Regions from separate parts of the Danio rerio genome. Here region 2 is linked to region 1. The links are chromatin contacts, called in public HiChIP or PLAC-seq maps. All regions are on one chromosome and are shown on one strand. Each heading gives the region's core, a stretch centred on a gene start, on an enhancer-like site or on the middle of the called end of the contact. The rest is flanking DNA. Distances are from core to core; before and after follow the strand shown. Region 1 holds the start of LOC100332608 (C2 calcium-dependent domain-containing protein 4C). Region 2 holds the start of hdgfl2 (HDGF like 2).

The links. HiChIP or PLAC-seq counts read pairs in DNA pulled down with a chosen protein or histone mark.
Region 2: an H3K4me3 HiChIP or PLAC-seq map of gastrula embryo shows a contact between it and region 1, with 2.1 times the contacts expected there. The contact joins the promoter of hdgfl2 here to the promoter of LOC100332608 in region 1. A contact is called at or near these places in 2 of 4 datasets of contacts at active chromatin or transcription factors (embryo and gastrula embryo).

The regions. Positions count from the first base shown.
Region 1 is chr22:21,984,278-21,989,223 of GRCz12tu, forward strand. LOC100332608 (C2 calcium-dependent domain-containing protein 4C) reads right to left here and starts at 3,247. Exons shown (of 2, transcript XM_005170537.6): 1 at 3,121-3,247; 2 at 1-1,400. The coding sequence starts at 1,360. The coding sequence ends at 95.
Region 2 is chr22:22,101,218-22,106,562 of GRCz12tu, forward strand. It overlaps hdgfl2 (HDGF like 2), which reads right to left and starts at 1,539. Exons shown (of 16, transcript NM_001002037.2): 1 at 1,415-1,539; 2 at 777-853. The coding sequence starts at 1,486. It overlaps ubxn6 (UBX domain protein 6), which reads left to right and starts at 2,545. Exons shown (of 11, transcript NM_001044780.1): 1 at 2,545-2,814; 2 at 3,234-3,385. The coding sequence starts at 2,732.

The DNA.
Region 1 (4,946 bases), core at 1,997-4,496:
CCACCACATCAGACTACGTGAAAGGACAACAAAGCAAATATCTAGTACAGAAGACCTTATTCCACCTTTGAAGGCAAGGTCTCATTATGAAGGGCTAGAATCCAGACAAGAGCTTGCACAAAGGGACCTCTCGTTCACCAAGCAGCATGTCCCTTTTCAGGCTAGTGCCTTTATTTACAACCTTGATCTTCAAAGCGAGGTCCTTAACCTGAGCCGAAGTCACCGAATCAAAAAAGAAGTCCTCGTTGAAGACGGGATTGCGGCTGTTCTTGATTATCGTGCTCCTCTGCTTCTGCAACTTGCCTGGATTGAGGTAGAGCGATACGCAACAGTTGATGCTCTTAATGTCAAACATGGGATCGTACAAGTCCTCGGCTGCTATAATGCGGAATCGCAAGCGGGCCGTTCCAGCGTCGTAGTCTGCACAAAGTCGGACAGTGCCTCCTTTATGCATGTTGATGGTGTGCTCTTTGTGTTGGCGGTCCCCGCCATGAAGATGGTCCAGAGCTCCGCCGGCTTGCAAGGACGAACAGTGACTCCGTCTAGGAACATTAGGGCTTGGTTCTGCTGAGCTGCACTCATCCGTAGACAAGGAACTATGCCTGGCAAATGTCCGCTTCCCTTTTGCGACCTTGGCTTGAGTTTCGTGAGTAAAGATCTTCAGTAGAGAGGCAGATCGGGAGAGCAATGGAGAACTGAATGGAGAGGACTCTGCTGAAGAGCAAGTGTCGCTCTCGCCCCCGCTGAAGTATCGGTAGGGGTTTATATGTGAGGTGTTAAAATCCGGAGGGTTGAGGTGGTTCCCTTCATTAGGACTCTTGTTTTGGGACTTGCGTTGGGTGTTGGGTGATGTTACTGGGCTTGTGTGGTCACAGTGGAAGAGGGACTCTTTCCGCCGGGTGTGGGGACTCTCCATCAATGTAGCAAAGCCGTAGGAAGTCTGAGTTTTTGGAATGTAAGGAAGTGACATGGCGGATTGGGATTGAGGGTCAGCATTGGTGTCACCTGCTACAACGTCATCCGCACTCTCAATTTGAATGATGTGGCGGTTCGCCGCCCTCAGTAAGTTCTTGGTGTCTCCTGCTAACTTGCTGACCAATCGCGGACTACGAGGGCTGCTGATCTTTTTGTTGCTGATGGTCTGTTCAGACGTCGAGGGTTTCAGACTCTCTTTGGGTTTGACGTCAGAAGCTTCGGTCTCTGGTGGGCAGCTTACAAGCTTGGGGGGGATGAAGAAATCTGGGATCTTATCTGGTGTGAGGACGTTGCTATAAACAGGAGCCTTTCCTTTTTCACCCGCCTCTCCTTGTCGGAGCACATTTGTTTCAACTGAGTCCCGGATCTTCTCCAGAACCCACATGATCCGTTTGGGCTTAACCCACTGGGTGATGCACGGTTGCCTGTAAGCACACACAACAGAACATTCAACAGTGAGCCTCACAGCTAATAATACCTCACAGTTTACCATAATATATCATTATATCATTAACATCTGTCCCAGTTAAAGTTGCAAGGTCAATTATACAGTAATTTTCTGGGAAAGTATAAAATTCACCTCAAATTGTCACCTCAAGTTGTTTTACAAAAGAAAAACATTTAACTTTAGTTGAATAATGAAGGGTTTGGTAAATGTTTTGTCATAATTTTCAGTCCATCTGTTAATGAAAAATGCTTTAATGGATACCCAAAAATAAAACTGCCTCATTATTTACTGTCCCTCATCTGGTTTTAAATCTTAATGAGTTTCTTTCTCTTGTTGATCACAAATAAATGATATTCTTTTGTATGTTGGTTGCTGGCACCCATTTACTTCCATAGTAGGAAAAAACTTTCTATGTCCAGCCACATGCATTCTTCAAAATATCTTCTTTTATTCAACAGAAGAAAGAAAACCAAAAGGATTTTGAACAAGTGTGTGAACTATTCCTTTAAGAAGCCTTTTGTTGCTAAGGGTGTCTCGGCAGGTGAACATTGTTCCAACATTGTTTCTGAACATCTATTAAATAATTGGTGAAGATAGATTACCTTTTTTTTGTGCTGGTGTAGGTTTAAGCTTTAATGCATGGATACTTTAAATACTTAATTACATTTTACTTACAATTTTTTTTTAGAATATTTTTTTCTTTCTTTTTTAAACAAATGATATACGACTAAAACTTTAGACTCTAGAAAGTGATCTTATGAGGGAAACAGCACATTCTTTTAATTATCCATGAAATAACATTAGCTAACTTTATGATGTTACACAAATCATAATTTTAGATAAGATGTAGATGACTATTCCTTTTTCATGGATTTTTTTTTCTTTTTTGATTTTTAGTCCTAGTCCTGAAGTTACAGTCTCTGTACATTTTGTCCTTTTGCAGCATACCTGATTATAATCATCACCTCATTAGTCTTTGGAGAGACATTCATTGCATGAGTAAAATATGTGAAATAATCACTATTTTTAGTCCAGTGTACTCCAGGATCAAAAATTATAATATACTTACATTTTCAGTCGTTTACAAAAATGTTTGAGTGTGATAAACTGTTACACCAAACAATTTATTTGATACACTCAGTTGATGAACATCCACACTGAGACTGAGTTCACATGAACAGCAACAGGTTGCACTGAACACACCGATGGTCTCTCTGATTCAGAGATCAACTTTTCTGACAACTGACGCTTGCTCACCATCTAACTCAAATAAACATGTTATTTGATGGCTAATTCATAGAATTTGTTAAAAAATATTTTATCGGAACTAAATCAGATCTCATTTCTTTAATATGTAACATCCACACAAGCTTTTGCATGCAAAAGAAAAAGTGGGAAACCAGATTGTTTTTTTAATGTACTGTTGAACCCTCAAAAAACAGTAAATGCATTTTGAATGTATATTTTGCCCTGTTAAAGCATCACTAACCAAATAAAAGAAGACAGTAAATACATCTTAAATGTGTTTTTTTACACAACTAAAAAACAAAACAACAGCTTATCACGAGATATTAAATGAGAAAGCTTTCAAAAATGTCTTAGTGCATTGTTTTTTGATGAAGTACATTGTACAAAATCATTCCAAATCCAAACAATTCTTTATCACAATTTAGTTGAAGTAAAGTAAACTTTCAAACCTGTTACTCGCTGTTTCTGAAAATGTCTTCCCCTCTTCGAGAATCCTCACTCGTTCACAGGCACTTCAGTGTTCATTAGTAAGTGTGTGTGCGCTGTGTTTTCCTCAGGCTGCGGTGAGAGAGGTTCAGATCCGCAGGTCGCCTGTTGCGCTTATATAGTCCTGCTGCAGACGCGCGCGCCTCCACGAGCCAATCAGAGGAAACGATGCTCTTCCAATTGGTGATGTATCGATTCAGCGACGCCGAACGCTGTAAACAATCAGGAATGAATGCTTATCTAAAAAAACAAGGCGTTTGATTGATTTAAAGATTAGGGTTTCACATATTGTTAAGTGGATATGAATGATGCAGTAGGCTGTCTGAAAATAAGTCAAGTTAAGGGTTAACTTGGAAAAGCAAAGCTACAGGTTCATGACAGTTCATTCTTACTTACTACACTCTAAAAAACGTTATTTAAGCCTATTGAATCTAATGGTTGATTTAAAAATATTTGGTAATTTGATGGGTTATTTTTAACCTTTATTGAGTTATTCTTAAATAACTCAACCAGGTTAAACATTTGGTGTTTAGTTGGGTTATTTTAAAATTGAGAAATTCAACAGTCAACTGATTTAACTGACAGAACAGCTGTATTAATATGCATGAGTAATATTGTGTTTGCGTTATAAAGTTTATTCAAGTTCTAACGCAATATAGGCCTATTGTTTTTTTTTTTTATCAAATTGCCTCTCCGTGTCATGATTTTTCTATTTCACCAGCACTCTGAATTGGTATACACGCGCTTTATAGAAGATCTATATAAACAAATAAAAACACTCTACCTCCCTTGTTCATCTTTACTTTTTTCTTTTTTTGGGGGGGTTGGGGGGGTGTATTTGAGATATTCAGCTGTTATTCTTGCCTTTAGGACCCAGAACAGAGACATCAACCTGGTCGCGTCTCGGTTAATGTTGTCTATTTTTATTAAAAACACATTAAAAACACTATCAAATTACCTCTCCATGTCATAATTTTTCTGTTTCACCAGCACTCTTAATTGACGATGATACAAACACGTGCTTCTTAGCCGATATATATTAAACAGATAAAACATTTTCTCTACCTCCAGTGTTCATCTCTACAGTTTTTTTTTTACACATATATGCACCCAGCAGCGAAATCAACCTAGTGTCGCGTCCAGTCTTGGTTTATGTTACAAAAACACAGCCCTTTCTCTAGGAAACTATATTGTAATATCCAAATACTAAATAAGTAATATCCAAATACTATTTTATTCAGGAGGTTGCTGGTTTTCTCAAGTGGGGAATCGGAGCATTATATTATTGGTTATCATTTGCAGCTAGAGGGTGCTGACTTGATCTTAACAATCTCAACATTTCTTTCTAGTCATGAAGAAGTCATCCTGGACGAGAGCAGAGGCTCGCTATCATTGTTTATCAGAAGTTTAACATAGTTGTACAATAGGCTGTGCAAAACACAAACGTTTCTAGCGTTTCAATGTATTATTTTGATGGGCTAATTCAGCTAAATATCACCACTCAATCTATAGCTCAGGAACAGGGTATAGTTAGTTAATGTATAGGCTAAATGAAAATATACAAAATAATAAACAAACAGCGCAAAGTACGCACCCTGAACAAACGACTCCTCAAGCTATCATCTCAAACTGACAAGTTAAGTTTATTAATCTGCCACATCTATTGCAGTTGTCAGATTGAGTAAAAATATATATATATTAAATACAAATATATAGGCCTATAGTTATTCATAAAGTTCTGTGAAATTTGTATTTGTTTGGCTCTCTGAAAAGGCTACGCTTAAACTAA
Region 2 (5,345 bases), core at 289-2,788, 120 kb after region 1:
ATTTATTGCAGGAACTGTACAAAACTATCTTAAATGGAACATGATGTTTATTAATATACTAATGAATTTTTGGCATGAAGAGAAAGAATGACCTTTAAAATACATGTTTGGCTATTGCCAAAAATATACTTGTGGAACAAAAGACTGCATTTGTGGTCCAGGGTCACATATTAAATAGTATTATGTTTTCATGACACCTTTCATCCAAACACACAAGACTTTTTTGTGTTTGGGTTACTCATATAAACAACATCTTCATTTTTGTGGCCGGAAAAGTCTGTAATTTACAGTGGAATATCCAGTCACAACACTTTGTTTACATGTAAGAGGTAAAAAATAACTATTTAATCCACAAATCTTATTTTCACAATGAGATGCATAACAGACAGCTGGACAATAGATACACTAACTTTTCATTTCATGTTGAGATGACATGTTTGTTTTTAAATCAAAAAGATATGAACCTCAGCTTACAAATAACTAAAAATCTTTATAATATCATCCTAAGCAATAAAAACTGCAAACCAAAATGAAAGAAGAAAGGAAATCCACATATGGACTGTGCACAGAAGTTATGCCTTAAAAAGGGTCCTACACTTGCACCTGTTGACTTGTGGGGTTAGATAAGATTACTCCATGCACGTTTTGCACAAACCACACTTTTAAAAATAATTCTTTAGTCAACATTAAGAAAAAGAATACAGTAAACCTCATAACGAGATCTTTACTCGTTAATAGCAACCTGGTGCACACTTAACAAAATAATGTTTACGTACGTTTCATGAGTCCCAAAGAAGAAAATGGGGATCTTATTAGGAGGTGGTTTGACAGCCCCGTCTGCAACATCTTCAATCTGCAAGAACAAAAAACGTATAATATAAGGTGATTTGCATGTTCATTGGTTTTTTTAAAGCTCATAAAAACAAAAATCCTTTTACACATGAATATTCCACTTTGCACAGAGTGAAACACGTGCAGCAAAGTATCTCCATGTGTAAACATTACAACTCAACACCCCTTCATTTACACTTTCCATGTGATTAAATCAAAACAATGCAAAACTCTCATCTCCAAATAAAGGACTTATTCCCATTTCCCAAATTATGCATCTAAAAACGACCCCCAACTAAAATAAACAGGACTTTGCGATCACGCGACCTTAGCTGCTCCTCCAGCAAACAAGTTAGCCAGCCTGCTAGCTTCATACATTCATTACCAAGCAAATACTACAAAACAAAACATCCCTTCACCCGCTTAGCTTCTAAATCAGCATACACTGCAGGTTTATCTGCACATATGCAGAGTACATTCGGAAATTAGAGGGTAATTAGAGGTAAAGCTGGTTGCGGAGGGTCTGTTGGGGGGTGTGCGCTCAAAGCACCGCAAACCCTGCGCGAGCTCCCGCTGCTCTTACCCGGGCCGGCCAGTGAGGGTAACCCTTCATTTTAGCGAAGACAAGATCCCCGGGCCGGAAGTTGTGCGGCATCTTGTCGTCCCTCTATGCACCGCTCCTCGTTCTGCTCGTTTCTATCCGTCCACGGTCCGTTTTTCAGGCCGACAGACAGCGAGACCTGGATCTGATACAGTACGTGAGGAAAGGCGGTTGGTTACTGCAGGCGGTTTCCGCCAATTCCATTTTTCGTCAGCGGAAGTCCCTCCCTCCAAGGACCGCTGATTGAAGGAACCGTCTGTCACTCTTTGCACAATGTGTACGCCGTTACACTGTAATTTTAATAAAATTTTATCAAGATTCGCGCTGACCTGATTATGAAACAAGTGTTAAAAATTACCTTAGAGTAAACGTGTATTTTATTTTTTAAATTTGCAAAGAGATTGCATTTCTTTACAAGTTTTTGTTCGAATTTAATAAAAATACAAAATATTTAGCGATTTATTTTTCATATCTGGGATCTTTATGAGGATTTTAGTAATTTTACATAAAGTAGTTTTAAGTAAAATGAAACATTTTTACACAGATAATAAAAAAGAGCCATTCATAACAAAAATTCTGTTCCACGTAACTTACTGCTGTGATCAGGTTTTACATGTTTGGGCAAGATAAAAGTACTTAAAACAAAAATATGATAACATTTCGCTCATCTATTCTAAAATGTATGAATATATTTTAGAGACTTTACAATGATATTTCATATTCTGCGGTAACATGTACAACAAAAACTTGATTTTCCTCTATAGAAAGTAAAAATAGAAACCAAAATGTGGTAATTTCGTTTACATGAAATATTACACATTTGAGTTTATTTCTCTTTTCCTAATTTATTATTTCAGTATGATGCACCCCAAAACTGTTATCATGCAAAGTAAAATAAAGAAACGTTTATTACAATTTATTTAATTTGTTTCTAACATCTGATTTTATTCTCACAATAAAAATACTTTTTGAGAGGAATGAATACATACAATTAAGTCTTAATACAATTTAATATTTTATGAAAAAACGACCGCTTATTTATTTTCATGCACAGGTATGAATATCTCTGATTTTCAGCTCATATAAACCATTGTCATTTTTCTTCCCTCCACTTGGTGTCGCTAAAACTCCACGTTTGCGTCACGACCTCTCCATGACCACATTTCCGGTTCAGAAACAGTCCCTTTCCCGTTGTAAACACATCGCTTGGGTGGTGGTGTGTCTGACAGTTATAAATAATTAAAAACAAGTTATCTTGCATTTTAAAAAAGCTCGTTAGCATACAGTTTATCTCTAAGAATGAAGAAGTTTTTCGACGACATCAAGAAAGACATCAAGTTCAAGTCAGCAGGGCCAGGGAAGAAACTTACAGATGAATCAAGGTAAAAACAAAACAAACATCAGATGTGTGTACGAGGTCTGTCATGAAAACTGCTCTACATTACGTCAACATTAATATGGTGAGATTAAAATGCCATTATAGACCTTCTCGCAATAGAAGTGAATGCCATTTTTACTGATATACGACAACATATATGCATGTTTACATTTCTCCTGATCCCAACATTGACTACATATATAGCACAGGCTACACATTTAGGTTTACATTGCTAGTTTTGGATCCAGAACACGGAACAGGATCGAGCTGTGAGACTATCCTTTTATAACGCTATAATTACGCATAGGTTAACAGGCTTAGTGTGTCAGTCACGTGGGAGTGACTTTTTTTAGAGTGTTATTAGTCACAATAAGGGCTTTAACTAGAGAAATGAGTGAAATCTGTTGTTGTTGTTTTTTGCAGCTCTAAACCTCAGGCCTCACAGGCTTCTCATGCAGCGTCCAGGAAGGCACCGACAGCGGGAGCACAGATGGCAGGGGCCGCGGCCCTCGCCAGGATCGAGCAGCAGCACCGGCCCAAGGTGCACACGTCCCAGGATGCCATAAGAAATCAGGGTAAACTATTTGTTAAGTTTTTTTTTTTTTTTACTTTTACAACTGGTGTGTGATATTTACGGTAAAAAAAAACATTTGGGAGAGGAGATTTTGTTTCAGTAATAATGGTTTGTTTTGATGTGGCCAAGTATGGTGACCCATATTCAGAAGTTGTGCTCTGCATTTAACCCATCCAAGGGTGCACACACACAGCAGTGAACACACATTTTGAGCAATGGGCAATCATTGGTTAATAATTAATATAGGGATGCACCAATATTTTTAGACCGATATTGATAATCGATAACTCTAAGATTTGGAGGCCGATATCTGAAATATTCCGATAAATATAAATATTTCAAAATGTTATATTTTTATACAATAATAACTTATTTTATTTAAAACGCTTCATAAAAGTTTGAACTGATCTTATGAAACGAATAGCCTACAATTACAAATAATTTAGCTGCTTTTATGATTACACCATAGACTGTAAAAGATATGGACGTAGTATTCGTGACGTCACCCATGGGTTTCTGAAGAGCGCAAATGAAGCTCAGGTGGGCGTGGCCAACCTGGGCCATTTTGTTTGCACGTCATCGCACCGATCGGGGGTAACCAAATAAGGGCAAAGAGGCGGAGTGTGAGTGGAGCTACAGACGCATGCTAGCATTTTGCTTAGACAGGCTTTTCTTTGGGAGAAATGCTTAAAGAGCATGAAATCCCCTCGTTTCAGCAGGGTGTTTTCACACCTCTACTTTGGAAAAAGTCAGAAAATTGGGCGTGTCCAGCTCTGTTTAGGGGGGAGTGTCGGAGGAACTAAAGTGGGAGAGTGTGGGAGTGTCTATTTGGGCACGCGAGAGTTTCAGTCAAAATACACACACACAGGAGAAAGTGATTTTAAAAAGTGTTTAACCTACATGGACATCTGTAGTGGAATTATTTGCCAAATTATTAAATGGTATTTAACTGCAGTTTGGCTCTTTCATTCAGGGAAGTCATTCATGCCCCTCGCAACAAACGAGATATTTGATTCGAGGATCTGCTCTAAGCGTGTATTTTTCATGCAATGTTTGATACCGCACGGCGAATGAGAGAAAAAAAAACTCAGCATTTTCCGGAAACTTAGATGCACACGGCAGGTAGCGTCAGAAAGCCGCGTGTGTTATTCCGGTCACTAAATGCGGTTAAAAACCCTACACGAGGTTAAAGTTTGGTTGTGGTCCTAACATGTTACGGTGCAATAGTTAACTTAGTTCGATACGAACAAACTGAATAAACAAAGAGCACTGGTCGCTCACTTACCAAATCTGTAGAGACAGGACAATCCACAGCAACTAGAGCCGTGTCTTTATTTAGAGGAGACTACAAGCGAATCCGATCTCAGCGTTAGCAGATGAGAACAGCTCTCAGGTAAACAATAATCCTCCTTAGACACGTAAGTTATTGTTGTCGCGCGTCGCGTACACTGTTAATCCACGCGTGAGTCTGAGCTCTCACAGAGAGAAAATGAAAACGAAACTTAACGGCAGCAAACTATAAAAGCAACACTTCACGCTTGTTTTGCCAACACAACGTGGCGTCTATGTCGTTTAAACACAGTAATGAATATTAATGAAGTTGCACAATAGAGCGCGCTGATTGGTTTGAACCAAGCCTTACTCATGCATTAATGTATCACACTGTAAGACGTAATAAGACTCACTCTGGCACAGACACCCAGTCTGCAAGCTGGAATACACGCTATTATGTCATGACCGTGACGCAGCTTCAAAAATTTGTTTCAAACCGGAAGTACGAATTTGCTCGAAATAACGCAAAAACAACCAATTTACACATTTTAGTGAAATATAGGTGTCCTAATAGTGTTTTTAGCAGTGTGGGACACATATACGACTGTCAACAGCTCAAAAAATGTGTTTTGGTGTTTCGTGACCCTTTAATACTTCTTTCAATACCTTTGACTCGTTTGTTTCTGACC